7 separate regions of the Mus musculus genome follow, and all the other regions are linked to region 1. A link is a contact called in public HiChIP or PLAC-seq and promoter capture Hi-C data. All regions are on one chromosome and are shown on one strand. Each heading gives the region's core, a stretch centred on a gene start, on an enhancer-like site or on the middle of the called end of the contact. The rest is flanking DNA. Distances are from core to core; before and after follow the strand shown. Region 1 holds the start of Nlrp6 (NLR family, pyrin domain containing 6). Region 2 holds the start of Adam8 (a disintegrin and metallopeptidase domain 8). Region 3 holds the start of Tubgcp2 (tubulin, gamma complex associated protein 2). Region 4 holds the start of Caly (calcyon neuron-specific vesicular protein). Region 5 holds the start of Mtg1 (mitochondrial ribosome-associated GTPase 1). Region 6 holds the start of Cd163l1 (CD163 molecule-like 1). Region 7 holds the start of Slc25a22 (solute carrier family 25 (mitochondrial carrier, glutamate), member 22).

Region 1 (4,061 bases), core at 635-3,134:
TGTGCCTGGTGCCCACAGAGATCAGGAGAAAGTCAGTTGGGTTTCCTTGAACTGTCTTTCCACAGCTGTTATCAGCAATCCTGAGAATGCATGGGGCACGAAGTTCAGAGGGTTCCTCTAAAGCAGATGAGTTGTCTAGCCACCACCTTGGGGTCCCAAGTCCCAGACATCCTGTGGCAGATGCCCAAGAGCCAAAGCGGTGCTGGCCTTTAGTCTCAAGACTGCAGTCTCAGTCTCTCTGACAACAGGAAAGAACATTTGAAGGACAGTGGTAAGGGTGGTGAAGGTGAAAGAGAATTGGAACTGAGTCAGGTTTAGAAACCCAGCATTCTCTGTAAACCAGAAAACACGGCTTCTAAGGAAAAATGTGGGAAAGCCACCTAGCGAATGTCACCATGACACTCCATACCTTGTGGGTTATCATGCCTTTAAAAAAAGAAAGTGGGTTCTGGGGATTGAAGCTCTGTTCCTCAAGCTTATGCTAGACTCACAATGCAACTGCTGTACAGACAGAGCCCTCTCCCCACACCTTATACTTCACGCCACGTAATATGAATACCATAAGCGTTTCTTCTTCTTCTTCTTTTTAATTTATCTTCTGTCTATGTGTATTTTGCTTGCATGGATGTCTGTGCACCCTGTGCATTCCCGGTGTCTGCAGAGGCAGAAGAAGGTGTCACATCTCCTGGAACTGGACTTACGGGTAGTTTTGCACACCGTGCTGGTGCTAGACATTGAACCTGGGTCTCCTGGAAGAACAGTCAGTGTTTTAACTGCTGAGCCATCTCTCCAACCTTCTGTGAGTGCGTGCTTTACTTCAAGAACAAGAAATAGAGGCATAGAGGTTAAACAAACTGTTCAAGGTCACACAGATGTTGAGTAGTGTACTCGAGACCAGCTTGGCTTTGTATTTCTTCCCTTCTTCCTTTTTATGTAGACGTATGTGTTTTACACACACACACACACACACACACACACACACCTGTATAAGAGTTGGATATCCTGAAGCTGAAGTCATAGGTGGTTGATAGCTACTTCATGTGGGATCAGGAAACCAGAGTCAGTCTCTTTGTGAGAGACAGATAACCCTAAGTGTTATCTATCTCTCCAGCCTCCCTCTATCACTATCACCTTGAAACATTTGATATTTGAGAGCACGGTGGCACGCATTCCACAGATTGGGTGTGGAGGTCAGAGGACAACTTTGTGGAGTTCTTCTCTTTCCACTTTTCTGTGGGTTCCAGAGTTAGAACTCGAGTTGTCAGGCAAGCACCTTTACCCTATAAACCATCTCACTGGCCCTGGCCTCACATTTTCTACCTTCAATAATGATGACAAGGAGACAAAGAAGACTTGTTTTCCAGAATTTATAAAAATAAATAAACACATCCATGCCTCTGTGAACTGTGTCTTCATGGACTTTATTTAGTCTACGACAAACAGTCACTTAAATACAACATTAACTTAGCCATGTGGAGGTGTGCACACGTGCCTTTACACACGTCCGTGCCAGCCACACAGTGAAACTCCATATCCCTGCAGTCACTTGCAGGGCCTAGGGTCAGAAACATCCGATCTCTGCCCTAGAGCTGGGTGTGGGAGGATTAACTGACTGCAGAGCTGAGGACCTGGTTCTTTTTCTCTCTCCACCCTTATCCCTGCCCACAGGCCCCTGCCCTCTTGATTTTCACGCCTTGTGTGCAAAATTTAAAGCACCTTAAGGCCATTTCTGAAGACCTGGTTGTGAGTCAGCTATTTAATCTGAACCACCTCACAGCTGCATAGGATGCCACACCCAGGAGGAGGAGTATTGATAGAATAAAATAGAAGAAAACCAAAGGTCGCAGTCCAGCACATATATGATGTTACAACCCGTGCTTAACTTGGGAGCCTCTTGACTGTCAGCAAGAGTCCAGCTGAGCCAGAATGAACAAGACTGAGAAACACCCTCACACCCAGAATGAGACCAGTTTAGCCCAGAAAGGATCACCTCTGCTCCCAGCTTCTGCATCTGAGAGTTAGATCCTGAGATAAGACTCCATGGATGCCGCTGGAGCCTCCTGCTCCAGGTGAGTGTGGTTTCCAGAGAGAACTTTCAAGTTAACTGGGCTCACCTCTAGAGCAGGTCTTGTACTGGAATTTCAAGCCCATCTTCTATGTCCACCCTGCAAACCAGGGCATTTATGAGTCTGCTCCCCACAAGGAACTCAGACTCAGTCCCTGGTGTAGGTGGTCCAGAAAAGACTCACCAAAGTGTGCTATGTATGAGTTTGGAGTAGAGAATTCAGGAAGCCTACCAGGGCCTGGCCTGTCTCAGTTGAGCAGAGCTGGAGCCCTTTCAGAGGATGTGACAAGGGAGAGCACAGACCCACGTAGGGAAGCTAACTGGCTTTATCTCGTGTGGCCAGAAAGGAAAGACGCAGAAAGACTAACCATGGAGTGATCCACTTCACCACAGTCAGTAATTTGAGGTGAAGCCTTGGAACACCCTGTGGGTCTCTACAATGTATTGCCCTGGGGCTCCATGTGGAGAATGTGCAATGTGTGACCCGGGGTGCTTTGGAGGTTCAGGGACAGGTCCTATTCAGGTCGCATCAGTGATGATAACCCTTCTCATCCCCAGCGTGGATGCAGTGGCAAGGGAGCTGCTTATGGCTACACTGGAGGAGCTGAGCCAGGAGCAGCTGAAGCGCTTCCGCCACAAGCTAAGGGATGCGCCCCTGGATGGCCGCAGCATCCCGTGGGGGCGACTGGAGCGCTCAGACGCTGTGGACCTTGTCGACAAGCTCATTGAGTTCTATGAGCCAGTGCCAGCTGTAGAAATGACCCGGCAGGTCCTGAAGAGGTCGGATATTCGAGATGTGGCCTCGCGACTTAAGCAACAGCAGCTACAGAGTAAGCTGGGCAGAGTAGGATGGGGCTGGATCCGGTGGCTCGCCCTTGATCCTCCCTGCTCTCCTTGGGAAGATCAACTTTGTCCACTCTACCACTTCCTGAGACTCTCCTTCCCGGAAACCAGCCCAAAGTTTCATTCGCGGGGGAGAGGGGGGGGCGGGGGCTGGTAGTTCCATAAGCTCCCATGGAAATGCCTTGCCCCATCTCTCATGCTCAGAGAGCCTCATGTCGGGTTTGCCTTCCAGAGCTCGGCCCCACCTCGGTGCTTCTCTCCGTGTCAGGTATGTTCGGTCGGGCACACAGGTGAAACGTCCTATTGGACTCCTTATAGAGCCCAAGTTTCCTGGACGCTGCTTGGGGATCCTTGGGTGTGAGATGGCTGGAGAAGGAAGCTATAGCATACTAGAGGAAAGGGAGCCCAGATTTAGACAGGCAGGGGGGTGATTCCATAGTGGCGGCAAGCCCATCCCTGTCTTTCGCGATCTTACGCCTTCCAGCGTTCAAGAAGAAGTACCGCGAGCACGTGCTACGACAGCATGCTAAGGTGAAGGAGAGGAATGCTCGCTCTGTGAAGATCAACAAGCGCTTCACCAAGCTGCTCATCGCTCCGGGGACCGGCGCTGTGGAGGACGAGCTGCTGGGGCCGTTGGGGGAGCCGGAGCCCGAACGCGCTCGGCGCTCGGACACGCACACTTTTAATCGGCTCTTCCGGGGAAATGATGAAGAGAGCTCGCAGCCGCTGACCGTGGTGCTGCAGGGCCCGGCAGGCATCGGCAAAACCATGGCCGCCAAGAAAATCCTCTATGACTGGGCAGCAGGTAAGCTATACCACAGCCAGGTGGACTTTGCCTTCTTCATGCCGTGCGGCGAGCTGCTGGAGCGGCCGGGAAAGCGCAGCTTGGCGGACCTGGTGCTGGACCAGTGCCCGGACCGCGCTTGGCCAGTGAAGCGGATACTGGCGCAACCCAATCGCCTACTGTTCATCCTGGACGGTGCAGACGAGCTGCCTACTTTACCATCCTCAGAGGCCACTCCCTGCAAAGACCCTTTGGAGGCTACAAGTGGCTTGAGAGTGCTGAGCGGGCTGCTGAGCCAGGAGCTGTTACCAGGAGCTCGCTTGCTAGTGACTACACGCCATGCCGCTACAGGGAGGCTGCAGGGCAGAT
Region 2 (4,061 bases), core at 926-3,425, 930 kb before region 1:
TAGCAGAAAGCCCCAAGCAGAGACCCCCTAGACCCTGAGGATTCGTTAGTTTCAGGGAGGGAAGTAGATGGCTGGGAGCAGGCTGACAGGGAAAGCAACTCTCCCAGGTGAAGCAGAAAAAAAAAAAAAAAAAAAAAAAAGAGTTTGATGGCTCCTTGAGCCATTTCCTCAATCTATTCCCAAGGATGATGGTGATGATGACGGTGAAGGTGATGGTGATGGTGAAGGTGAAGGTGATGGTGAGGATGATAAGAGTAAACAGGATAGGAGTGGCAGCCACTAAATCTGGGCAACATGGGAGTAGGCAAGGTACACAGACTCCTCAGCACCACAATTCCTCAGCTGGCTAAGGTGTCCAGCCAGAGATTCAGAGCAGGTGTGTGCTCCATACTCTGTGACCTTTTACTCCTACACCATGTGTACAACCAGCTCGCCTTAGGGACAGCATACACCAGGAAAGAGGAAAGCCCAGGCAGAGATGTTTCCTGAAGATCCAAACAAGGACAGGGCCAGGAATCTTCCTGGAGGTCTAGAGGCTGTTCTCAGTTCCCAGTTCCAGGAAATCCCAAGCTGAGAGGTTCTTGATGCATACACATAGCTTTAGGGTGAGCAGCTGCTGGCTAATCTAACAAACCACTGCCAACTGAAACTGGGGAGTGGCCCAGGGCAGCACAAACTGCTGTACCTTTCCTGGGTGAGAGGCCTCTCCAGGCTGGGCCAATGGTCTCAAAAGGAGCAAGGAAGTGAGTGGGCTCTAGTGCTACCTTGGGGGCCCTAGGACCCTGTTTTCTGGGGGCGGGGCAGCAGAAGGCAGGAGGAAGTGGTAAACACAGGAGGACCATCGCCATGCCCAGAAGCACAGACAGGTTGAAGTTCTGGAGCTGCGCAGGGCAGCCTCCAGAGACTGCCGGTCCTTTTAAAGACACAGGTTGTGTGGCCAGGCTAATGGGTAGACTTACCCAGTGGGAGGGCAGGGCTCTGCGGGAGCGGGATGCAGCTAGGCGCCGAGGCCAAACCACTTCATACTGTTTCACATGGGGCAAAGGAGGTCCAGGGGCTACTGCTTCAGGAGAAAGGGGGGTCAGAGGTCCAGCAGTGTCTAGCCAGAGTTAGCTCTTTTATCTGGGTATTCACCACAAGGCTCAGTGCCAGCAATGGGATCTGACCCCATGGCCCAGATAAGAGCTTTGTGCCTAAACCACCAGCTCCATCACACCAGAGTCAAGCTGTCTGAGCCCAGCACACCTGGGCACAGTGCCCCCAGAAGAACCTCATCCACTCACCCCACCCTTCCCCAGTGCCTGTTTGAACCTACACAGGCAGAACACATGTAGGCCCTATGGTCTGCCTGCCAGACATCTAGAGTTGACCTTAGCTACATGATCGTAGCTAACTGATGAACACACACCCTCCCTCAGGCTTTTCTCTCCCACCGGAAAACTTCCTGCTCAACAACTGATGGGGGACTGGTTTAGAGAGCACCTATCTGTAGGCAGGTCCAGTTTTAGAGACCACCTGCTGATCTCTTGCATAGGCAAGGGGCACAGCCACTTAACCCCAGGGTTGAGAGGTAAGAGAAGAGACCACTCCAGCCAGGGTCCTCCCAGGACAGGAAAACCAAGCCTCCCAGTGGGAGGCAGGATCCCATGCTGCTAGAGAACTGGGACCATCGTGCCTCTAGCTTCTGTCCCCGCCTAGCTAGAGTTATGCATCCCCCAGGATCCCAAAGGTGAACCTTGCTGCCTGGGACTCCTACAGCAGCAAGGGAAGCTGTCCTGTAAGTGCCACGCCTAGTGATGTCACTACTGTTCCTGTAACTAGCTCAATGAAAAAAGAAAAATCCCAGGAAACAATTTCTCTCACATTTCACTTTTGAAAAAAAAAAAAAATCTCAATTCTGACTTTTTCTGTTCCTACCTACTTTCTCCATACCCAGGGACCAGACCAACTCCAGGGAGGCAAGGTGAGCTGATCATGGTACATGGCCACTAGGCACACCACCAAGCAATGAATAGGCTCCTTGAAATCAAGTAGTCATCACTCACCTGGTGTCCATAAGACGCTGAGCAGCCAGAGGCCAAGCATGATGGGATCTGGAGCACACTAACCCTAGAGGTTCCACAAAGTACTCTCTTCATCACTGGCCTGGTACTTCTTTCTGAGTGCCCTTCCCACTGATCGGAACTGGCCAATCACTGGACCGCGGGGCGGAGCAAGGCGGGGCAAGAAGTACACACCTCTATACCAACACCCAGTTGGCAGCAACCAGCCTCCAGGGCAGTCTGGAGTTACAGAGGCCCCTCCGAAGTAACTTCTAGGTAGCTCCTATTGATCTCCCATGATTTTGGACAAAATTCATGGGAGATGGAGATGGTAAACAGACCAATTTGAGCAACTCTGCAGTTCTACAAGCTCCCAGTCCTGGTGGGGAGATTGTGGGATTGCCTCCCATGGCAGAGCTTTGGGAGTGCTAACTGGGTGGAGTCTAGCTGGAGGAAGATGACTTTTGGAGGGGAAGTGACTTATGAGCCTGAAATTTCAGAAGGGGACCCTTTGACTTTCTGGGCACTTGAAAGATGCAGACAGGGGCAAGAAAGGCAGTGTGGGCCCAGGACCAACTTGTGGGAGCTGACATTCCCAAAGCTCCTGCCCGGCTCCACGAGGCTTCTGAGGCCTCACTGGAGAGGCATATGCAGGGAGGAACCTGACTGATCCTTTTTTTTTTTTTTAAGATTTATTTATTTATTATATGTAAGTACACTGTTGCTGTCTTCAGACACTCCAGAAGACAGCATCAGATCTCATTACAGATGGTTGTGAGCCACCATGTGGTTGCTGGGATTTGAACTTGGGACCTTCGGAAGAGCAGTCGGCGTGCTTAACCACTGAGCCATCTCGCCAGCCCCCTGACTGATCCTTTGAGGTCCTACCTAACCTGTTAGGGGGTCCCGAGGCACCAGGCTCCTTTCCTGGATTCTGTCTTTCATGTCCTCAGGGTAGAGCTGACTCAGAGCCAGAGCTCTCAGCACCCCTACCATGGCCTGGCTTCCAGCTTCTCCAGGTGGGTCTGTTACTGTGGGAACCCAGGGCACTTGGGAATGTAGTCACGCCTGTTTATTATTTGTGGCACTGTTCGCTATACATCCTTGTGGGCACAGCTGTGGTCAGACCTCACAGACTTTACAGTTCTACCCCACAAGGGATAAGTAACCCAAGAGGAAAGGGAGACACCCAAACTACCAACAGAGCCTGACAGCTCGACCATAATGGGAAACTACAGGGTTGGGTTGGAGTCTTAGATCGTACCTAAGAATTTAAGCTGGGGCACACATGCTACTGTCACTCTTCTACCCTTGTGGATAAGGTCAGAAATGTAGCAATGGCTTAGGAATCTCAGCAGCAACCCGCTGCCTGAGGCATCAGCACAGTGTTCACTGCGAGGCTGTAATAGGTAGGCAGCAGCCAGAGCTCTCGGGTAAGGCTGACTTCCACATACACAGGATCTTAAATACTCTTACACTGCAAGTTAGGTGACAGCGAAAGTTCAAGGAAATGTGTTCTTAGTCAAATCAAAGGCAAAATCAAAACCTGTTGCCAGTAGCAACCATTGTCTTGTAAGTCCAACTGCCCATAGTGAAGATGGAGGAACAGTGTATAATCAAAAATTGGGACCAAGTAGGGCGAATTTTGTCTCACACTGGCAGAAATACATTGGAAATGATGGGTACACACTCCATCAGGAAAGACAGACTCAACTTACTCCTAACTTCACCCAGCAGGTATTTTTGAGGGTTTGGAGCTGCACCCCACACAAACCTGGGAGCTGCAGGTCATCGTCCAGGGACATGGCTTTCTGGGCTCCTGGAGACAGGCAGGTAAGCTCCTCTGCTCGGTGTAGCATTCATTCTAACAATGCTGGGTTGTCAGATAGATGTTTACTAAGGCAAGCCTGGACATGCTGCAGACCAGAAGAAACTGTGTGGTTGAAGAACCAAGCACCCCAGGAAAGGGGCTGGGGGCTCTACTTAGCGAGCCAGTCCTGACCAGGCACCCACCATATA
Region 3 (4,061 bases), core at 478-2,977, 880 kb before region 1:
GGAATCTCCATTGAGAAACTGTTTCTATCAGATTTAGCCTGTAATCAATACCTATGGGGCATCTCTTTGATTGATGACTAATGGGGGAAGGCCTGGATCACTGTGTGTGGGGGTGCCACCCCCTGAGCAAGAAAGCAGGCTGGCCTGGGTGTGTGTGAGTGTGTGTGTGTGTGAGACATTCACCTTTAATCCCCAGCACTTAGGAAGCACAGACAGTCACAGATCTCCTAGTTCAAGACCAGTCTGGTCTCAGAACAAGCCAGGACTACACAGTAAAAAACAAACAAAAGCCCCCAAACAAAACACCTAACCAAGCCGGGCAGTGGTGGCGCATGCCTTTAATCCCAGCACTTGGGAGGCAGAGGCAGGTGGATTTCTGAGTTTGAGGTCAGCCTGGTCTAACAAAGTGAGTTGTCCAGGACAGCCAGGATACACAAAGAAACCCTGTCTCGAAAACAAAAAACAAAAAACAAAACAAAACACCTAACCAAGACATGGCCTGTCAAAAACATTTTATCATTTGCAAAATGTCAAGAATCCAAATACTTTTACAGAGACAAAAGTGAGAGAGATGATATCACGCCTGGTCATAAGCAGCTGTCTAAAGACATAGAAACGCTCATTTCCAGGGCTTAATTACAGAAAGGCTTTCCTTCCTTCATCCCTCCCTCCTTCTCTTCTTCGCCCCCCCGCCCGTGCCTCTCCCTGCTCCCCAGGTCCCTCTCCTTAGGGGGAAGGTTTTACTATAAATAAGAGAGAAAACATCCAGAGACATTTGGAAGAATCCAGAACAGAGAGAAAGAGAAACAGACCGAGCAAGGCCTGGGCTGAGAGAGAGGGAGAATAATCCCAAAAGGCTTTCATTTGTATCTATTAAACAGTAGCGTCCCTTCTTTCTTGACACTTATATTCATACTGGGGGAGGGTGACCTACTTTGGTAGAGGAGCAAAGTTAAAGCCCCTCAAAGTGTCAGCCGCACGTTTCGATCGTCTTTTTGTTTAGGTTAGGGTTTCTTTCCACACCTGTCTCTACTGCAGCAGGCCCTGATCCCTTCACCCCTGAACCCCGAGCACCAGCAGCAGATGCAGAAAACCCGCAGGCCAGCACCGCAGTCACCGCGGGGCTGTCAAGAGAGGAGTCACACTAACCACGAACTTCCCAAGGCCACTGCCTCCAATTGGACTCCTGGAGAGGACTGAAAGAGCCAGAGAGGCAGTCGCACCGTGGAGCGAGACAAGCCCGGGCTGGCGGACGGAACCGCCGGCGGCAGAGGCCCAAGAGAATCAGGCTCTTCCCCGCTGCAGGCCAGCCTGGCTCCGGTACCCGATCCCGCGCCCGGCTCCAGCCCCGCCCTTCTCCGACCAGTTCCCGCCACAACACAGACCCAGCCCTGACTCACCTCCGCGCGTCGCGTCCCGCCCCGCAGGGTCGCCACAGGAAGTTAGTAGACGTCACGTCCGTCACCACCCCTCCGACGGTGGCCGAAGGGCCGCGGCGGCCGTGGTGATGTTGCTTCCCCCTGCACTATATTCCCGCCTGGCCGGGGAGCCGGGGGCAGCCGAACCGCTGCCCGTGGAGAGGAACCCTGCGGCTGGGGAGGCACCCTTCCGATTCGCGCCGCGTGCCGTGCGCTTCCCGCGGGATCACGAATTCTTCGAGGTGCGTGACAACCCGGGCGGAAGATGTCCTGAGCCCCACAGGGAGGGGCCTAGAAGCAAGACTGTCGCTGTGGGCGGGGCTTGTGGGGACCGGACCTGTGGACCGGATCAAGGGGCTGGACACAGCTCTATGGGTTGGGGCGTGGCTCCGAGCTGTAGGGCGTGGCTTCGATGCCGGAGTCCACCCACAGCTCTTGACGCGTGTCTTCTGTAGGATGGGGATGTGCAGCGGCACCTGTACTTGCAGGACATGCTCACGCAAGTGTCCGAGACGCCGGAAAAATCCATGTGAGCACCTTGGCTTCGAGGCCTTACTCGGCTTGCTAGCGCTATCCTGATTCCTCCTCTCTCGTCCGCTTACACCCTGGGACTCCGACCCCTCCCAGTTGACACCCGAGTAGCATCCACTTAGCACCACCCTGCCCTAACAGGAGCATGGCTTGGCTGGACTTCCCTCCCCTAGTCTGTTAGTAAGGTTTGGGGTGGCACAAGAAGCGCTCTTCTTGTTTCAGGCTCAGCTGGAATATGGGTAAGAAGTTCCGCCGGAATTCCTGCCTTGGGATAGTTGGGGGAAGGGGGAAACATTCTTCCAAGAGACACACCTCCTTTCCCAGGGTGCCTGAGTTCACCTGTCAGGTGGCTGGCTGTTGCCAAGTGTTTGCCGCCATAGAAGACTACCAGCACCACTACCACATGATGCATGGAAACACCTGCTCCTTCTGCAACCGTGCCTTCCCCTCTGGGCATTTGCTGGATGTCCACATCCTGGAATGGCACGACTCTCTGTTTCAGATCCTGGCCCAGAGGCAAGACATGGTGGGTGCTGACTGCACTGGGTGCATCTGCAGTGGTGACTGGGATTAGGGCTTAGGGCAGGGTGAGAGTAGAGGTGACACTTTATTCTTTGTAGTACCAGTGCTTGGTTGAAAGCTGCCCAGAGAAGTTCAAGACCAGCCAAGACCGGAAGGATCACATGGTGAGGCTACACCTGTACCCTGCGGATTTCCGATTTGATAAGCCCAAGACGAACAGAGGGTACGTGAGGGACCCAGTTGTGACTGTCCCCAGTCTTAAGCCTGGGAACAGACACTGTAATCAAATCTTAGTGAGGACACTAACAGAGCAGAGGGTGAGGTGCTAGCAAGTGCTTGTGCTGGTGTGGTGTCTTCCATGGCCCTCTGATGCTACCAGCAGGGCACTGGGGACTGTCCCAAGTGTGTGTGCTTTTCCCATGGAATCCCCTGTGTGCTCTTCACACTTCTCCCATGGAACCCCCTAGGGTTTCTCTCTCTCTCTCTCTCTCTCTCTCTCTCTCTCTCTGCTTACTTTTATAAACTTGCCAACAAAGCTGTCTGTTAGCATGACTGTTTAGACTGCCCTAAGGAGAATAATTCCTGGAATAACTTTTAGAATAATGCTTCTTTGCTTCCTTTAAAAAGTGACTCCTTTCCATGAACTCCCATGATCCTTTGGTAGTGCATTGATGAGGTGACAGCTCATTCTGTGAAGTGCATAAGTTTGCGGTTCAATCCCTAGCACCTACCTTAAAAATCCAAGTATGGCGTGCACCATACAATGCTAGCACCATGAAAGTGAAGACAGAGAGTTCTGGAGTTAGGCCAGCCAGCTTAGCCTCATCTGTGAGCTCTGAGTCCCAGTGAGAGACCTCGTCTCATCCAGGTAGATGGCTCCTAGGAAATGGCACCTGAGGTTGTCTTTGGTCCTCAACATATAAACGTACACCACACACATGAGTATATACACCTAAGCACACACACAAAGACAAACAAATAAAATGTGTCTGAATTGGAGTCTGTTTTCAATCATGCAGAGCCCCATTGCACGGTGGAGTGCTTCAGGAGATCTGAGTCTTCAATACTTGTCGATTTCTACAGAGCTGGATTAGCTCATTGGAAGTAGTGGCAAGAATCTATGTTATCTAGTTGATTTTAGTAAATCTCTCCCTCGTGGAAAGACATTTGGGGGCTGGGCTATAACTCAGTAGTAGAGTTTGGTTCCCAATATCCCCCTCAGATGGGTTATAACTGCTTGTCATTTCAATTGGATCCCTCCAAGGGATCCGCCTTTTTCTTCTAGGTATCCACATACGTGGCACCCAGAAGCGCACACACACATACACATAAATACCAAAATTTTAAAAACCTTAAAGAAAAATCCTAGTGGGGGCTGAGTGTAGTGGCGTGTGCCTTTAATCCCAGGACTTGGAAAGCAGAGGTAGGCAAATCTCAGTTTAGAGGCCAGCCTGGTCTGTGTACCACGTTCCTCTCCTTTTGGCTGGGGGAGGGGGAGTTTGGGGTAGGGGAGGTATCTCTCTGTGAATATGTGTAGCCCTGGCTCACCTGGAACTCACTCTGTAGACCTGGCCAGCCTGTAGAACTCCA
Region 4 (4,061 bases), core at 1,111-3,610, 840 kb before region 1:
CATAAGAGGAAGGTTTTCTGCAGATGGTGGCAGGCTGGGGTGATGCAGTGTTATCCAAGACTGCTCAGGACAGCTGAGTCTGGAAGGAGCAAAGGAAGACCCTCTCCTCACCGTTTCAACAGAAACACAGCTCTGGGGAAATCTGGTTTTGGACTTCTTGCCTCCAGGATGGTAAAAGTTGTGGTTATTTTGGACAGACTCCCTCAGAAAGCCAGGAGCCCTCCAGACCTACACGTGACAGAGCCTGAGGAACACAGCGTCAGGGGCAGCTGGGTGCAGAACTTCTCAGGACAAGAAAGTAGAGAAGGAAGGCTGGGTAGGGGATGAGGGAGCGGTGGCTATAAGAGGAGGGAAGGAAGCAGTATCTTCATGCACACCCTCCCTATCTCTGGCAGGCCCTTTAGAACCCGGTCCCTTTGACGCGTGGCATAGGTGACCTAGTGCCTGGCCCAGCCTTAATGGAGTGTCAATAAAGAATTTCCTTATGGGGTGGATCCGGTCCTAGTGAGGCAGCTGGCTCAAGGTTGGCCCTGAGCCCAAGGGGAACCGGACGGCTTAGGGCCCATCCGCTGGGCATTGTGATAGAGATGGATCAGAAATTATAAGGAATATAAACGGCCGGCCAGGTAATACAAGGAGGTAAAAGAACCAGGAAAGAAATCGGAACGGATAGACGATGTCGTCCCAAGCATTCAAGCCTCTACGACAAAAGACCTCTGCCTCCCCAAGAGCTCCGCCTATGGTTGCCTGGGTGATGCAGCGGCCAGGGCTAGTTTACGTCATCTCGGGTTCCCATGGCAACAAAGGCAGGCCTTTCGCTCCCTGTCAAATTTCTAGCCCTCCGTCGTCAGGCAGAACATCGCATCCCAAGAGTGGACAACTCTCACCTTCTCTCAGCACACCAGAAGATTCCATCTAGGATTTTGGGGTTCCCGCTGGGAAGATGATAGGGGTCATAAAGGTTTAGAATTGGGAAGACTTCCTAACATCATCCACGGGTCCTCCCCTCTATCCCACTCTGTCATTTGGTCTCCCGAGAGTTTGTTTTTCATTTTCAGCGCTCTCCGGGGGTGGTGGGGCGGGTATCTCTGATCACGGTCTATGCACCAACAAGACGCTGACGGACAAATATTGGAGGATGCGAATTTTTATTTGAAAACCCATAAAAGCTGGGTTAGAGGTCACAGACTCACGTTCACACGGACCCTTTCATGCTGCGTCACACAGAAGTGCACATTGGTGGGGGCTCGTGCTCTCCTCTTACGACGCTGCCGCAGTGCCCACCCTGGTCTGCTTGCACCCAAGCCTTTTAGGTCATAGATGTTTGCCTCCAGTTTGAACGGCTGTTGTTCTGTGGGGCCCAAGCAAAGAGGGACAGAGAGGAGGGGCACAGCTGCTTGTGGCTCCCGACACTCACCAGCCACCTGTGGCCCAGCATCTAGAGCCAAGCCCCGCGGCAGGTGGTTTGAGACAAATGGCTATCATACCTCCTACCATCCTTTAACCTTCACTCAGCGACCCCCATCAGGCCCTAACGCTCAATGTTCTGGGCAACACCCCTTCTGCTAATCCCTTTCTCTCCATCGAGCTGTTTCCTTTTTTAACACCCAGCACCCAGCAGTCAGACCCGAACAGGAGCTGACGGTTTTGCCCCTGGGCCACCTTGGAGATGCACAGCTCCCACTGGCTCTCCCAGACCTGCAGAGGTGGAGCCAGCCCACAAGGAGGGGGTCTGCAGTCACCATGAACTGGGCGAGATGAGGTCCAGCTGTCCCGCCGCCCCTGCTACCCTACTATGCCCAGGATAAGGATTTGCAGCTTCATATGGGGTTTGTGCAGGCTGAGCAGCCATAATTCTTCCTAATGTCCAGGCTGCCACTGGCCTGTAGGGGTTTCTCGACATACCTTGAGGTCTAGGGACCTTTCCATCCACCTCAAGCCAGCAGAGCTGCTGCCCCCAACTGTCCCGAGAGGTCTAATGACCACCCTCCACCGGAGCCAGCGGGGCCAACCTGACTTCTAGTGGAGACCACAGGAAGGAGATGGCTGTGCTCCACCGCTCTGGCAGACATCGGATCAGTCAAATCACTCCCACATAGACTCTCAACCCCTACACCCATATCTTTGCACGTACATCCCACAGACGCACAGTCACACACTCTTGCACCCGCCCCCTTCCTCGCACCTCTCACATCCCTGCACCCTTGCACACCCACGCACACATGCTGGCCCCCTCGTCCCCATTCCAAAAGGAGAAACGTGGAAATGGCTCACAGGCAGTTGCTGCAGGACGCAGTCGCGGGAGGACAGGGATGCAGTGTAGATGCGGAGGATGCAGTTCCAGGCGCTTCACCACCAGGCGGGGCGGGCTAGGGGCTGAAGCCTGAGAGCGAGGCTGTGGTTGCCATGGAGATGCAGGCTGGAGGAGGGACCACTGTGGCTCAGGTGGCCTCACACCCCCTCCCACGGCAGATCTCTGCACTGTCTCTTATCACACTCACACACCTGACACAAGCACTTCACACACCCACGAAATACATTTCACATACTTGATACACACTTCACCCTCCCATACGCACATATTGCTTGCTTTCTTTCTTTCTTTCTTCCTTCCTTCCTTTCTTTCTTTCTTCCTTCCTTCCTTCCTTCCTTCCTTCCTTTCTTTCTTTCTTTCTTTCTTTCTTTTTTTTTGTTGTTGATTTTTGTTTATTTGTTTGTTTTTTGTTTTTCAAGACAGGGTTTCTCTGTGTAGCCCTGGCTGTCCTGGAACTCATTCTGTAGACCAGGCCTCAAACTCAGAAATCCACCGCCTCTGCCTCCCAAGTGCTGGGATTAAAGACGTGCGCCACCACTGCCCGGCTACATATTGCTAAGACACACTTCATACACAATTTACACCCCTGACACACACAGCATGCAAAGGCATACATCACACCAGTTCTCACATCTCATGTCACTTCACTGCAGGGGGGCAACCAGGAGACCAGAGGAGCCCTGGCTGCTCCTCCAGCTGGGATTCCAGGGGTTAAGGGAGAGCCTGTTCCTTCCCCTGAGATCTCACAATAGAAGCTGGGGTCAGGACAGCTGTGGTTGGCCTCTGACCTAGAGGGCGCTCCTCTAGACGCCTTTCCATGTCTGAATTTCTGGGCTGGAAGCTTTCCTAGGACTGGCCTTGTCTTGCTTGGTCACTGGTGCCTGAATAATGGTAATATGCAGAAGGCACTGGACAGATGTTTAGTTGATAGTATGCCTCGCTTCACACAGGGCATCTCTAGTGGCCGTGCTTCTCCTGGTCTTCCGCTCGAGGCAGCAGTACTCTCTGTTCACAGTTCTGTCTTGCTGTTGACTGGAATCCGCCTTAAAAAAGATTTATTTATTTATTTTATGTATATGAGTACACTGTAGCTGTACTGATGGTTGTGAGCCATCATGTGGTTGCTGGGAATTTGAATTCAGGACCTCTGCTCACTCTGGTGGAGCCCACTCAATCCAGCCTAAAGATTTATTTATTATTATACAAAAGTAAACTGTAGCTGTCTTCAGACACACCAGAAGAGGGCATCAGATCTTATTACGGATGGTTGTGAGTCACCATGTATTTGAACTCAGGACCTTCAGAAGAACAGTCAAGTGCTCTTAACCGCTGAGCCATCTCTCCAGCCCTGACTGGAACCCTCTTGCTGTCGTGAATCACGGCTTGTCCGCAGACAGGTATCTGAATTGTTCTCCTTTGTGTCTGTTGCATGACATGTAACAACATTCCTGACCAAGTCTTCGTTAGACACATGCTTCTATTGCTCTTGGGTAGATGCTGGAAAGTGCAACTGTGGTGAGCTGTCAACATGGGTGCTGGGAACTGAACTCTGGACCAATCCAAGAGCATCAAGTGTCCTTAATAATGTTGCCACTTCTCCAGGCCCAACATTTAACTTTTAAAGAAAATGCTAAACTGTTTTACCCAAAGTGGCTGTACTATTTTTGTTCCCATTATTGGTTCTCCATATTCATCAATATTTGCTATTGTCTCATTATCGACATTGGCATCATCCTGCCAGTCTGTA
Region 5 (4,061 bases), core at 912-3,411, 780 kb before region 1:
AGTCCAGTCCAGCTCTCTGCTTGGCTACTCATCCTTCAGGTCTTTAAGGCTTGCCCTAGCCCCCATCCCAGCAGTTTGTCATGAAGCATGTTATATCATAAGGACACTTCCTGCTTTAATGTCACCAGGCTGCCCTTGCAACACCATGGAAGAAAGCCAGTACTCTAACAGGTTTTTACTGTAGTCTACAGCTTGAGGACTGAGAAAGCACAGATCTTTCAAGGGCAAAAGTCTTTGTTGTTGACACTCAGGGACACATTTCAGTTTTCAGAGGAGTGACTTTGCGGGACGGGGGACAGGCTTGCCAGGAGGATCTGAGCTGCTAGGGATGGGTTGGGGCTCTTCCATGATGGAGACTGCCTTGACAGACCTAGGACTTTAAACTTACAATCTGGGCACATCCCCTCACTGGACTCCCCCATTTTCCTTTTGAGACAACATCTCACTCTGACCCAGGCTGGCTTTGAAATTTCTATTCTGCCTCAGTCTCACAAGGGCTGGGCTTATAGTATGTGCCTGTCTGGAGGCCTGGGGGTGATAGTAGTACTGGGTATCAAACCCAAGGCTTCCTGCATTCAAGGCAACCATTATAACATTGAGTTACATGTCAACCCCTTTTATTTGAGATAGTGTCTCTCTTAGGGTAGTTTCTAATGCCTGGCTTCCCCTGGCCTCTATCATCCTTAGCTGGTATCACAGGCCTGTTCTACCAGGAGCAGCTGGATTTGCATTTAGTCTTACAACTATGAAGCCCACTTCACTCTCATTGTATTAATGGGAATGTAGTCGGTATTTATAACAGTTACATTAAAATGTCACACTTGAAAATGGAGGCATTACAGGTGTGTGTGTGTGTGTGTGTGTGTGTGTGTGTGTGTAACACTTGAAAGTTCTAAGGCAGGCCCGGGAACTGATAGGGGACAACTCAATTTCCTTACATTGATTTATATGAGTATACGAGGGAGAAAGACGACTTTTTTTAGACTGCCTCATGAAGCTCAGGCTGACCCTGAGTTCCTGACCCTCTTGCCTCAAATCTCTCATATGCTAGGATTACTGGTGTGTGCTGTCACACCTGCCTGAGTTTTGGTAGCGTAGGCTACAAAGTGAGATATTGTCTCAAAAGGAAGAAAAATGTGCCTAGATTTTAAGTTTAAATTTCTAGGCCAATTTCCCACCATGGAGAAGCCACATCTTCATTGCCAGCAGCCCAATTTCTTCTGGCTTCCCTATGAAACCCTAGAATCTTGGGCATGCTAGGCCAGGCCAGCTTGTTATCCTCCATGCTATATATCCTCAAACCTGAAAGATTTGGAATATAGTGAAAAATCTCCAGATTGGGACTGGAGAGATGGCTTGGAGGTTAAGAATGATTGCTGCTATTGCACAGGACTGAAGTTCAATTCTCAGCACCCAGTCAAACAACTCAAAAGCCCCTGTAATTCCAGGTCCAGAGGATCCACTGGCTTCTGGGCGTATCCGCTAACACATGGCATACACAGACACTTCAAATAAAAATATAAAGGGCCCCCAATGGAGGAGCTAGAGAAAGCACCCAAGGAACTAAAGGGAACTGCAACCCTATAGGTGGAACAACAATATGAACTAACTAGTACCCCGGAGCTCTTGTCTCTAGCTGCATATGTATCAAAAGATGGCCCAGTAGGCCATCACTGGAAAGAGAGGCCCATTAGACTTGCAAACTTTATATGCCCCAGTACAGGGGAACGCCAGGGCAAAAAAAGGGGAGTGGGAAGGTGGGTATGGGGAACTTTTGGGATAGCATTGGAAATGTAAATGAGGAAAATACCTATTAAAAATGAGAAAAAATATAAATAAATGAAATTGAGTCTTTTTGTTGTTGTTTTTCTCTGTCTTACCATGTAGCACTGGCTCTGGAATCCACCAGGCTGGTCTCAAGCACACTGAGAGCCACTTACTGGCCTCTGCCTCTGGTGCTGGGGATAAAAAGTGTGCGCAACCACAACATAAGAGCAAATATAATATTTTATATATATATATCGTCTTTCCAAAAGAAAAAAAAGGAGACTATCTTCAAATCCCTGAAAAGAACCTCACATAAGCTCAGGAATCCTGAGAATGGAGCACTACCGGGCCAACCCCGTGCCCCTGCTTATCCCAGAGTGCTCGAGTCAGGCGCATGCGCAGTCGCGCACGGAACCCAGGCGCGCCGGAACCCTGTGAGCAGATCCAGGCCCTGGCGGAGGCGGTCCGACTGCGAACTCTTCCGACACCAGTGACATGAGGCTGTGGCCGCAGGCATGGGGTGCCGTCCGGGGCGCTTGGCGCGAGTGCTTCCCTCTGCAAGGTCACGATGTAGCACGCTGGTTCCCCGGCCACATGGCCAAGGGTGAGGCCAGCATGGGCTGCAGGCGGCACGGGCGCCGGTCCTGGCGGTTCCTTGGTTCGCCTTCCTGGCATCGGGTTGGAGAGCTGTTTTGTGCTTGATACTTTTGAGACGCACTGAGTGGTCCCTTTAAGTCACATGCAAGCTGATGTCTGAGTTTATAGGTCACAACTTGGCCCCAGGCAGCTGTAGACGTAGTGCGGTCCTAGGCTGCTGTTTGCTGTGGTCTTGGCTGCCGCAGCCATGCGAGATTATAGTGTGTGGCAGAAAAGGCGCCGGGAGTGTGAGTGGACAGGTGGCAGTTGCGGTGCGGAGCCTCAGTGTTTCTGTGCAGTGAGGGTATTAAGTCCGCACAGTATCAGGAACTTCCTGATTAAGACCATCTTGTGTGAAATGTACCTTCCAGAACCATCGGGGCACCGTGGAACGTGGCTCAGAATGCTGCCTCCTTTAACCCTGTGTGCACTGATGGTTCTCAGATGTATTCCCCTAGGAGAACTTAAACTTGCCCCCTTTGGCTGTTTCCTTAGTGCCCCTCTATTTTCTAGGACTAAAGAAGATGCAGAGCAGTCTGAAGTCGGTGGATTGTGTTATCGAGGTTCATGACGCCAGGATATCCTTTTACGCTGTAGAGGGGAGCACCTCTGCTCGACTGTAAAGGCAGCAGCAGGATGCTTTCCTGGTTCCTCTCCATCTCCTTCAGACAGTTTAGTCTGCTCTGCCTCTGGTCCATCATTATGTCTACAGCTGCGACAGCTTCTTTTGTAATTACTGGGACATAAAGCAGTGTTTTCCAATTCTCATTACACATTAGAGTTCCCGGGAGGCTTTTACATCAATAGCTAGGGCCCTTTTAGATCAGAATCTCCCTCGTGGGGTCTAGGCTGGTGTTTTTATTTTTAGGCTCCCATCTGATATCTCTCCCCCCCCCCCCCCCCCAGACAGGGTTTCTCTTTATAGCCCTGGCTGTCCTGGAACTCACTCTGTAGACCAGGCTGACCTTGAACTCAGAAATCCGCCTGCCTCTGCCTCCCAAGTGCTGGGATTAAAGGCGTGTGCCACTACGCCCGGCCCATCTGATATCTTATTTGTCTCAGCCTCTTGTTTACTTTGATATTTTTAGGGGTAAATTATGAAACCGGAGATGAAATGATCCTACTAACCTGTCCTTTCCTCTTGTCCTTAATTGAAGAATTGGCAAGTTACAATCATGTCTACTGGCAGGTGCTTCTCAGACTGTTTGTTGCATTTAAGCTGTGTTTGGTTTCTGTTGGCATGTGAGTTTTTCATCCTGCTTACTTAGCCTTAGAAGAGCGTGGGGATGCCAGACCACCAGGCCCCTGGAACAGCAGCTGGTGGTGGGCGTGGGGACCTGCTGCCACTGGTGGTAGTCTCTGGAAATAGTCATGGAGAATAGGAACTATTTCAGCCTTCAGAGAACTTCAGGAACTTTAGCAATAATACATCTGGTGTATTTGTTTTAGGCTATACATGTCTACTCATCTAATATCACCTGCTGCCAGATGTGACCACCACCACCACCACCACCACCGCCAACCACCACTATTGACATAGGGTCTAACACTGTAGTCTTGACTGGCCTGAAGCTCACTATGTAGACCAGGATGACCTGGAACTCACATAGATCTGTGTGCAAGGAGTAAAGTTGTGTCCACCATTCCTCCCAATATTT
Region 6 (4,061 bases), core at 1,048-3,547, 700 kb before region 1:
TTCTCCTCCACCACCCTCTCATGTGCCTTTCCCCTCTCAGTGATCCCCTCTTCTTCCAAGTACTTCCTTTCTACTATCGTGACATAGATGTGTATTTGCACGTATATACATATTCAAACATGAGAATGTATATTCAAATATGTGTACACATCTATATGTGTATGCATGTATGTGGTGGCCCAAGGTTAATGTGAGATGTCTTTCTTGATCAAGCTCCACTTTATACATGGAGGTGAACTCCTCAACTGAACCCAGAGCTCCTTGATAGGACTACTCTAGCTAGCCAGCGTGCACAGGGACCCTTTGTCTTTGCCTTCTGAGAGCTGGGATTACAGGTAGTCCTCCAGTTCCACCCAACATTTATGTGGGTTTTGGAGATCTGATCTCTGATCAGTGCTTGTGCAGCAAGCACTTTACCCACTGAATCATATTCTCAGTTCCTTAAACATGTATACTTTAAAATATAGATGCCACACATGAGAGAAGGCATGATACTTGCATTCCAAAATCTGGCTGGTTTTGTTTACTTGTCTCAATTTAAATCCATATTTTTGAAGAAGACATGACTATTTTTATTTGTGGAATAATGCCCCCTGCATTTGTATACATCTCATTTATATATTCCTCCATAGATAGCTGTCTAGACTGGTTCCTTATCTTGGTTATTATGAACAGTACAGCAATAAGCACAGGTGTGCAAGTCTCTCTGTGACACGTGACTCAGGGTCATTCAGTTGCATTCCCAGACATGATAGAAGTCAGTCATGGGGTAGCTCCATTTCTTAGTTTTTGGGGAGCCCCCCATGCTGACTTCCACAGAGGCTGCACTAGTTCTTACTCCCATCAGCAGTACTTATGAGTCCTTACCCCATCGTTGCTTTTTGATGACTGCCATTCGGACTTGGGTGAAATGGGAATCGCAGCATCATTTTAATGTGTGTTTCTCTGAAGGTTAAGGGCATTGAACTTTCTTTCCCCATACATAAAGTGTGACAAGCAGAACGTGCAGCCTTCTCGTCTACTGTGCTTCCTTTCCTGTTAAGAGAGCTTTCTCCTGCAAGGGCAGGGCTGCCGGTCTTTTCATTTGAGATTCTTTACTTCCCTTCATCCAGGAGGGCACTTGTTATCAAGTTCAGGATTTGAGTTGGCTGATGGCTGTTCCACTTTCTATGGGCTTCTGTGTCAGATGAGATTCTCTGTCACTCAGTGGTTCTCAACAGCAGTGGTTCTCTACATGTGAATTGCCACCTCTTTGAAGGTTGAACGGCCTTTTCACAGGGGTCATATATCAAATATCCTGAACATCAGACATTTATGTCATAACTCATAGCAGTATAAAACTTACAGTTATGAATTAGCAATGAAATGGTTTTATGGTTGGGGGTCGACACAATATGAGAGACTGTATTGAAGGGTTGCAGCATTAGGAAGGTTGAGAACCATTGGCAACAACTCTTTATGTGTAGCTGTTTTCAGTGAGGTTTCCCCAGAGTTTTAAACATTAGAACTTGAGGATTCCATTGAGGATTTGTTTATTAAATCTGTAAGCCTGTGTCTTTCACATATTTGGGGAGTTTTCAGCCAGTATCCCCTTCTTGTGTCTGCAGACCCACAGTCTATCCTTTCCCAGTATCCCCTTCATTGCGTCTGCAGACCAAAATGTCCGAGTAGAATTCCTGGGCACCTTTTGTTTAGCTTTTGGAAGAGCTGATTTCATAGGACGAGTGGTCCTGAGAAACCTTTACAGTATTTTCCACAACTTTGCACTATGTCCCATACCCATAAAGACGAGAGTCCGGATTTCACCACATCTTCACGTTGGTCCTATGGTTATATGAGTTTTTCGCTGAGACTTTCTGTTTGTTTCCATTTGTTTCGAAAGAATTGGCAATTGCAGAAGCATTTTCAAGGAGTCTGTTTTCAGGTCCTCACAGATGGTCATAACATTTATCCTTGCCTTGTGAGTTTCCTGGTTTTTCACAGGATGGGTGGTTCTCTGCAGATCTCAGACATTTTGGTTTTGTGTTATGAGACTCCTTGATTCCTTCTTCTGAGTAGGTGAGTCTCTGGTAGGCTTGGCGTGCTGTGCTGCCCTTTCTCTGGACTCTCTATTTCAGTGACTTCATTCTTTCCAGAGCTCTTACACAGTTATCTGGTCTGCCTCATTCTCCTGTTCCAATTGGAACTCTACAAATCTCCAAGGATGCCACCTATGCTGCACGAAATGCTTCTCTTGGGTACACTGTCTGTGCTGGTGATAGGTTCTGGGTGGGGTACATAGATATAGCCCTCACTCCACTCTGTGAAAGACAGGCCACCTGTCTGGTGGCAGGGTCTGGGTGAGGCTCTCCTTCAGTGGTTATCAGTATGGGAGGAAACCACCCCAGCCTCTTGTTCATGTCTGGTGGTGCTCAGGACCAGCAAGGACATTGACTGCTCTGCCACAGACGGAGACGTAGAGCTGCTGATGTGCCGTGGAGAGGCTCTTACTGTATGCATCGGACACAGGCTAATGGTTCTCTTACATCTATAAAATTGGCTCTGGGACGAGATCTCCTTTATCGCTGCAGCTGAGGCTCTGGACTTCGTGCGGCCATGAGGACAACGCTCTGGCCTCTGAGTTTAGGGTCTCTTCTCACTCTCGGGGCAGCTCTCACTGGTAAGTTTTTCTGCTTTGCATATTTATACACATAACATGGAGGAAGCAGTAGACCTTGGGTGTCCAGGTCCAGGGGCATGAGACTCTCTAGCTATAACCAGCTGTCTCACTCAGCTTGAGGAAGCTTGGACTTCCCAGGGCCAGGCTGTGACATACAAAGGTCTTGACACTTGAGGGTCCTCCTGTAATATCAAAAGTGTAGGTCCAGCCCAAGCACAGATGAGTACAGAGCCCAGATGCAGGGCTAAGTCTAAGCCTGGTCATGGGGAGTGCAACAGTGTTTCTGGTCCCTGGGACCTAGATGAACACCAAATGCCATAGATCTATAGGTCCTTCTTTGTCCAATGTCAACTCTGGCTGTGTTGGGGCCATAGGATAGTGGGAGAGCTTGATAATTGAGCAATATTGAGTGTTACAGAGCTTCCACTCACTCTAGGGTAGAGAATATGGAAGGGCTGACTTCTATATGGAAGGGAAGGCATGGGAGGTAGCAGTAAGTTCAGGCTGTGTGTATGTGTGTGTGTGTGTGTGTGTGTGTGTGTGTGTGTGTGTGAGAGAGAGAGAGAGAGACAGAGAGAGAGAGAGAGAGAGAGAGGGAGGGAGGGAGGGAGGGAGAGAGAGAGAGAGAGAGAGAGAGAGAGAGAGAGAGAGAGAGAGAGAGAGAGAGAGAGAGAGAGAGAGAAGGGGGGGAGAAAAGAGCACTTAAAGACATGGCAAGGCTTGTAGCAGGGGAGGAAAGCAGATTGTGGGTCCTTGAAGCCTACTGAGAAAAACCTTTCACTCCGTGGTTGTCCAGGTGCCCAGAAAGGAGGTGACCATGGTGCTGAACTGAAGTCACCCAGTAGTAATGGGGACAGCTGCAGAGAGTGAGACAAGCTGGGACTTGTGAAGACAGTTGTGCATAGGGTTGCAGGTCCTAATGACATGCCTTTATGTAAGAGGCAAGGCCAGAGTACACTACTACTTCCAAGGAGGAGCAGGGCAAGGAGGATGAGGAAGCTTGGGGGTGGGGTGGGGTTAGTGATGGATAACTCAGAGGGAGGCCCAAACTTCCCTCAGGTGGCAGAGAAATGCAAGGGGTCCCATTTTTCTTCTCCCACTGTCATATAAGACCCTTTACTAGTGAGTCTGGAGGTGTCTCCCTTTATAGGTTGGGACCATATAGCTACACTCCCGGAGAAGTGCCTCTTTTGCACTAATAGGGGTTAGGGTGGATGACAAGGGTGAAGCTATGCAGAGGCCTGGAAGCAATGCTGGGGCAGGGCCACGGATGGAGAGTGGTGTGCTGCCTGACCCAGGCAGTCAGAGGCTGCACAGTAGAAACAGGAGTCACTAATGGAAGTGGTGGTGTGCAGGGATTAACCAAGTGGACACTGCACATAATACAGTAGGTGACCTTGTG
Region 7 (4,061 bases), core at 1,100-3,599, 520 kb after region 1:
TGGGGCTGGACCCAGCCTGGATGCTAAAGAAGGAACAGACTAGCCCTGAGAACCAACCAGGTTGCCTACCCATAGGGACTCCAGCTCCGGGCCACTCAGTAGGTTTCTATCTGGAATAAGCACAGATCTGTCTACAGCCCTGGAGCCCCAGGGAATGGGATACCCTGTATGGACCCATCAGTGCTTTTGAGAAATGGGTCAACAACCAACCACTGTGCTGTGAGATCTGAGTGTACCTATCAGGGAACTTCAGGTTAGGGCACAAGAAAGTAGACCTGTCCTCTGGAAAGGACAAGGAAGGGATGCTTGACCCTCAAAGGCCACCACCACCAAGCACAGCAGGCCCTGCTCACCTTTTGGGACCAGAGAGCATGGAGGCGGTACTCCAGGTGCCCTCTGACCTCTGCATACGAGGGGTCTCAATGGAAGAGTGCCTGTCCCTCCTAGCCCTTGTGTGTGGCGCAGGCCTGACCTTTGAACTGTAGTCTGACTTCTTGCTCTCCACGCCATGCTCCAAGTGTAAACTAGATACAGCAGCTCTCCGCTACTCCATCTTTAGGAGAAGCCCCATCCTTCCTTATGCCTCTACCTTCAGTCTGCTGTCCCTGAGATGCTATCTCCTACATATCTGCGACCTGGGGACTTGGGTATTGTGTGTATCCTGGAAGTCAGACAGACAGTCTGAAGTCCATGGGGAAGAGCCAGGTAGGCACTGAGATCCCCAGGGCTTAGTCAGCCCTGTACCCTGAACTAAACAAAACAGGCGGGACACCAGAGAGAACAGTTGCTGAGCTGAGAGCAAAGGGGTTCTGCTGCCTGGAGCACCACACAAAGGGAACCGTCTGGTCTGTTTCCCGCCTCCCCCACCCAAAGAGTTTGGTTTTGATATAGGATTTTTTGAGACAAGATTGCTCTGGTTGAACTCACTGTGTAGAACATGTAGACCTCAAAGTCAGAGATCTGCCTGCCTCTGCCTCTTGAGTGCTGGGATTAAAGGCATGTGCCACCACCACTCCTGGCTTGTGTGTGTTGTGTGTGTGTTCTTTAATTCTCATCAGTTTGAGACACATGTCAGGGCTCCCTCGATGCTGTCTATGTTACCATAGAAACCTGATTGTCCAGTCAGGCCACTGAGGATCCAGAGCTTTCTGCCTTCTTCCCCTGTCAGGCCACAGGCCAACTGAGAAAAGCCCCGTTAGCATACAGAGGCTAACAGCTCCATACAGTTTCTTCCTCAATTTTCATGAATAAAGCTGCCTGTTTCCTACCTAAAAGAAATGCTGGTGACACTGGAGGCTCCCTCCTTTAATCCCAGCCCTCTGAGGCAGAGGCAGGTGGCTGTCTGTGAGTTCAAAGACAACTTGGTCTATAGAGAATTCCAGAACAACTAGCTCCACATAGAGAGACCCTGTCTGGAAGAAAGAAGGGGGGGGGGGGAAGAGAAGGGAGAGAGAGAGACTGGACTGGGGTTGAGCCTCACCACTTGAGTGCCCTTCCCCCAATCCAGTCTCCCTTGCCCCTTCCTCTTAGGGAGGTTAGCTTTGTCTTGCTAGCTAGGAGGACCACAAAGAGGTTTCCCACAGAAAGGTACTCCAGCTGTCCTACAAAGGAAAAGCAGTATGGGGCACATCCTCTGTTCCAGGCCAGATCATGCCCTTTACCCCAAGGTCCGGGCTCAGCTGGCCTCGTTATCTCCAGACAGACAACGCGGACTCTGACCATATACGTGCCCACGCAAGTCCAGTGGGCTCTCACGTGTGCAGCACCCCCCACCCCTGGCAGAAATAACTCCAGCCTCGGCTCTGGAGCGTCCACACTGCTGGGACACGTGTGCGCGGGGAGCGCGCCCGGCAGAGCCGGGACCGAGCACGGCCTTCCACACCCGGAGACAGCCGGTCGATGTACCCATTAGGTTCAGGCTCCGCCAAAGCCGCAGTGTCTGAGCAGATGTCACCTCTCCCAGCCACCAATGCCACCCTTTTTCCTCCCTGCAACCCAGCCAGATTTGAGTGGGCGCCACGGGAAATGACCGGCTAGCACTCACCACACTGCAGCCGCCGGGATCGCTTCCCCGCTGTGCCGCGCGCGGGGCCTGCACCTAGGCGGGGAGGCGCGTCTCTCGGAGGCGCGCCCGCTCCGCCCTAAGTTTTTGCTGCCTTCGGCTCCCCCTCCCGGCCGGCGTGGCCACTACCACAGCCTCAGGCCACCCTTGAGGGAGTGGGCTTTCTGGCGTATCCCTAGGCCCTCCTTGTTCCTATCTCAAAGCCCTGAAAGACTGAGAATAGGTAGGAGGGAAGCATGGGGATGGGACGGTCTGGGGAAGGTTTGGTCCCGGAGCTTTAGGAGAGATGCTCCTTAGACACCGCCCATAAGACTCTGGTGGGCAGGGCTTATGCAGCATTCTGTCACAGATGACTTTGTATCCTTACCTGCTGCAGGGTTACTATGTAGAATAGTTCCTCCCCACCCCTGGGGAATATTACTCATCAGTGCCTAGAGATGGCTCACTGAGCAAAGGTGTTTGCAACCAAGCCGAGTGACCCCGAGTTCATTCACATAGACGGGGGAGAATGATCTCTGCAAAGGTATTCTGTCTCACACACACAATAAATAGCTTTTATTTTATTTGTATGGATGTTTTGCCTGCATACTTGTCTGCACACATGTGTGCCTGGTGTCTGTGGGGGCCAGAGGAAGGGGCTGACCCTTCAGAACTGGAGTTACAGATTGTCATGAGCCATCAGGTAGGTAGAGGAAACAAACTAGGTTCCCTGAAGGAGCAGCTAGTGTTGTTAACTACTGAGCCATCTCTCCCTCCAGGCCTTCTCTGCTCCCATCTTAGCAGAAGGGCCTGGCATGGTAGCAAGTATGGGCAACCTGCTCTCTATCCTTTATGTAAAACAATCTCTGAGATGTACTCACTGTGAGTTGGAGGCTAGCTTGGGCTAGACAGTGAGTGGGTTTTTGTATGCTGGGGCACTGGAGCACACGGGTGAGGTAGAAGGATAGGGCTCTGCCCACTGGTCGAGTCAAGTTTAAAGCTATCTTAATTAAGTCTGTAAGCCTAGGCCTGTGCAGACTCTGGAGTCTGTGAAGCCGAGGTGCCAGGCAGAGTAGAATCCTCAGGGGCCAGCCCTGTGCGTCGAATGCTGTCCTGGTACTTGTGGCGGCCAAGCTCCAAGATGGCACGCACCTCTTCAGCCACATCCCGCCGATCACTCTGTTCCAAGGCCTGTACCAGGTGTCCCACAGCTCCAGGCTGTCCAGTCTGGCGCTCAGCCCAAGAGAAGAGCATGTGTCGGACCTGGCCATCCAGGTCATCCCTGGAGGGGTGGTGATGAAGACGTTTGCCCAGGAACACACACAGAGGCTCAACATACCTCAAAAGTTCCTTGGGCTAGTGACCAGACCCTCCTTTTCCAGGCTGGTATTTGCTCTATCCCCACCTCCTTGAAATCTTTCAGCTAATGTGCAGGGGTGGAGGGTGGGGGAGATGTCAGCCTTGAACCTGAAGCTGGGAGTCAGCAGGATCACTAGAACTCCTGAAGCTCACCTGAATTCATGCCGGATACGCTGTAGCTTATGGTAGGGCATGCCTAGGTGCAGGGCCACAGCTGGCCAGTCAGGACCTAGGCGTGAGGCCACACTCAGCAGGTTGCTCTGAGTCAGGAATCCAGTTTCTGCATCACCCAGGTTCAGAGGCATCAAGGAGAAGTCAGTCCCCTGCCCACTCCCCTGGGCACCCCGGAGTCTCTGTCAGGAGGCAAGGATACAGAAAGCTTGGACCCATTCTCTTATCTTTGGTCACCCTGGGACTGTCTCCTCTTGTCAGCTGAAGCCTCTGCAGCCTCACCGGTAGCTTGATGGGCAAGGTGGCCATCCACAGTGCATCTGTACCCTTCCTCTGCCGGGCAGCCTCTGCCTCTGCAGGTACCTCCACAGGAAGTGAACCCCGATAAAAGGACACCTGAGGAAGGAGCATGCGGGGTTCAGAGCTGACCTCGGATCCAGGCACCTCAGTCCAGGATCCTGACACATGAGCCCACCTGTCCTCGAACATC

The links. Promoter capture Hi-C pulls out the DNA fragments that hold promoters and counts their contacts. HiChIP or PLAC-seq counts read pairs in DNA pulled down with a chosen protein or histone mark.
Region 2: a promoter capture Hi-C map of embryonic stem cells shows a contact between it and region 1. The contact joins the promoter of Adam8 here to the promoter of Nlrp6 in region 1. A contact is called at or near these places in 9 of 39 promoter capture datasets (the 3T3-L1 cell line, the HPC-7 cell line, cranial neural crest and 5 more), 2 of 115 datasets of contacts at active chromatin or transcription factors (embryonic forebrain and pancreatic cancer cells) and 1 of 9 other capture datasets (liver).
Region 3: a contact with region 1 is called in an H3K4me3 HiChIP or PLAC-seq map of the 230-238 cell line, with 8 times the contacts expected there. The contact joins the promoter of Tubgcp2 here to the promoter of Nlrp6 in region 1. A contact is called at or near these places in 16 of 115 datasets of contacts at active chromatin or transcription factors (the 230-238 cell line, bone marrow-derived macrophages, craniofacial prominence and 9 more) and 2 of 9 other capture datasets (embryonic stem cells and liver).
Region 4: an H3K4me3 HiChIP or PLAC-seq map of forebrain shows a contact between it and region 1, with 8 times the contacts expected there. The contact joins the promoter of Caly here to the promoter of Nlrp6 in region 1. A contact is called at or near these places in 5 of 39 promoter capture datasets (cranial neural crest, embryonic stem cells, hippocampal neurons and 2 more), 9 of 115 datasets of contacts at active chromatin or transcription factors (craniofacial prominence, embryonic basal ganglia, embryonic hindbrain and 6 more) and 2 of 9 other capture datasets (embryonic stem cells and macrophages).
Region 5: an H3K27ac HiChIP or PLAC-seq map of embryonic stem cells shows a contact between it and region 1, with 7 times the contacts expected there. The contact joins the promoter of Mtg1 here to the promoter of Nlrp6 in region 1. A contact is called at or near these places in 7 of 39 promoter capture datasets (cranial neural crest, embryonic stem cells, hematopoietic stem and progenitor cells and 3 more), 1 of 484 Hi-C or Micro-C datasets (group 2 innate lymphoid cells), 8 of 115 datasets of contacts at active chromatin or transcription factors (cardiomyocytes, embryonic forebrain, embryonic midbrain and 3 more) and 1 of 9 other capture datasets (macrophages).
Region 6: a promoter capture Hi-C map of embryonic stem cells shows a contact between it and region 1, with 6 times the contacts expected there. The contact joins the promoter of Cd163l1 here to the promoter of Nlrp6 in region 1. A contact is called at or near these places in 5 of 39 promoter capture datasets (cranial neural crest, embryonic stem cells, liver and 1 more), 1 of 115 datasets of contacts at active chromatin or transcription factors (memory CD8 T cells) and 1 of 9 other capture datasets (pancreatic islet).
Region 7: a contact with region 1 is called in a promoter capture Hi-C map of pre-B cells, with 4 times the contacts expected there. The contact joins the promoter of Slc25a22 here to the promoter of Nlrp6 in region 1. A contact is called at or near these places in 3 of 39 promoter capture datasets (embryonic stem cells and pre-B cells), 1 of 115 datasets of contacts at active chromatin or transcription factors (pancreatic cancer cells) and 1 of 9 other capture datasets (adipose tissue).

Annotation. Positions count from the first base shown.
Region 1 is chr7:140,919,018-140,923,078 of GRCm38.p6, forward strand. It overlaps Nlrp6 (NLR family, pyrin domain containing 6), which reads left to right and starts at 1,885. Exons shown (of 8, transcript NM_133946.2): 1 at 1,885-2,069; 2 at 2,624-2,895; 3 at 3,141-3,176; 4 at 3,393-4,061. The coding sequence starts at 2,041.
Region 2 is chr7:139,990,387-139,994,447 of GRCm38.p6, forward strand. It overlaps Adam8 (a disintegrin and metallopeptidase domain 8), which reads right to left and starts at 2,176. Exons shown (of 24, transcript NM_001291066.2): 1 at 2,046-2,176; 2 at 960-1,060. The coding sequence starts at 2,085.
Region 3 is chr7:140,034,947-140,039,007 of GRCm38.p6, forward strand. It overlaps Tubgcp2 (tubulin, gamma complex associated protein 2), which reads right to left and starts at 1,728. Exons shown (of 18, transcript NM_001286007.1): 1 at 1,401-1,728. Zfp511 (zinc finger protein 511) reads left to right here and starts at 1,445. Exons shown (of 6, transcript NM_027201.1): 1 at 1,445-1,660; 2 at 1,874-1,947; 3 at 2,274-2,475; 4 at 2,570-2,694. The coding sequence starts at 1,508.
Region 4 is chr7:140,080,188-140,084,248 of GRCm38.p6, forward strand. It overlaps Caly (calcyon neuron-specific vesicular protein), which reads right to left and starts at 2,361. Exons shown (of 5, transcript NM_001190385.1): 1 at 2,275-2,361.
Region 5 is chr7:140,135,403-140,139,463 of GRCm38.p6, forward strand. It overlaps Mtg1 (mitochondrial ribosome-associated GTPase 1), which reads left to right and starts at 2,162. Exons shown (of 11, transcript NM_199301.2): 1 at 2,162-2,371; 2 at 2,917-2,981. The coding sequence starts at 2,263.
Region 6 is chr7:140,215,970-140,220,030 of GRCm38.p6, forward strand. It overlaps Cd163l1 (CD163 molecule-like 1), which reads left to right and starts at 2,298. Exons shown (of 14, transcript NM_172909.4): 1 at 2,298-2,659. The coding sequence starts at 2,596.
Region 7 is chr7:141,435,525-141,439,585 of GRCm38.p6, forward strand. Slc25a22 (solute carrier family 25 (mitochondrial carrier, glutamate), member 22) reads right to left here and starts at 2,350. Exons shown (of 10, transcript NM_026646.3): 1 at 2,045-2,350. Pidd1 (p53 induced death domain protein 1) reads right to left here. Exons shown (of 16, transcript NM_022654.2): 13 at 4,047-4,061; 14 at 3,854-3,967; 15 at 3,554-3,753; 16 at 2,589-3,323. The coding sequence ends at 3,065.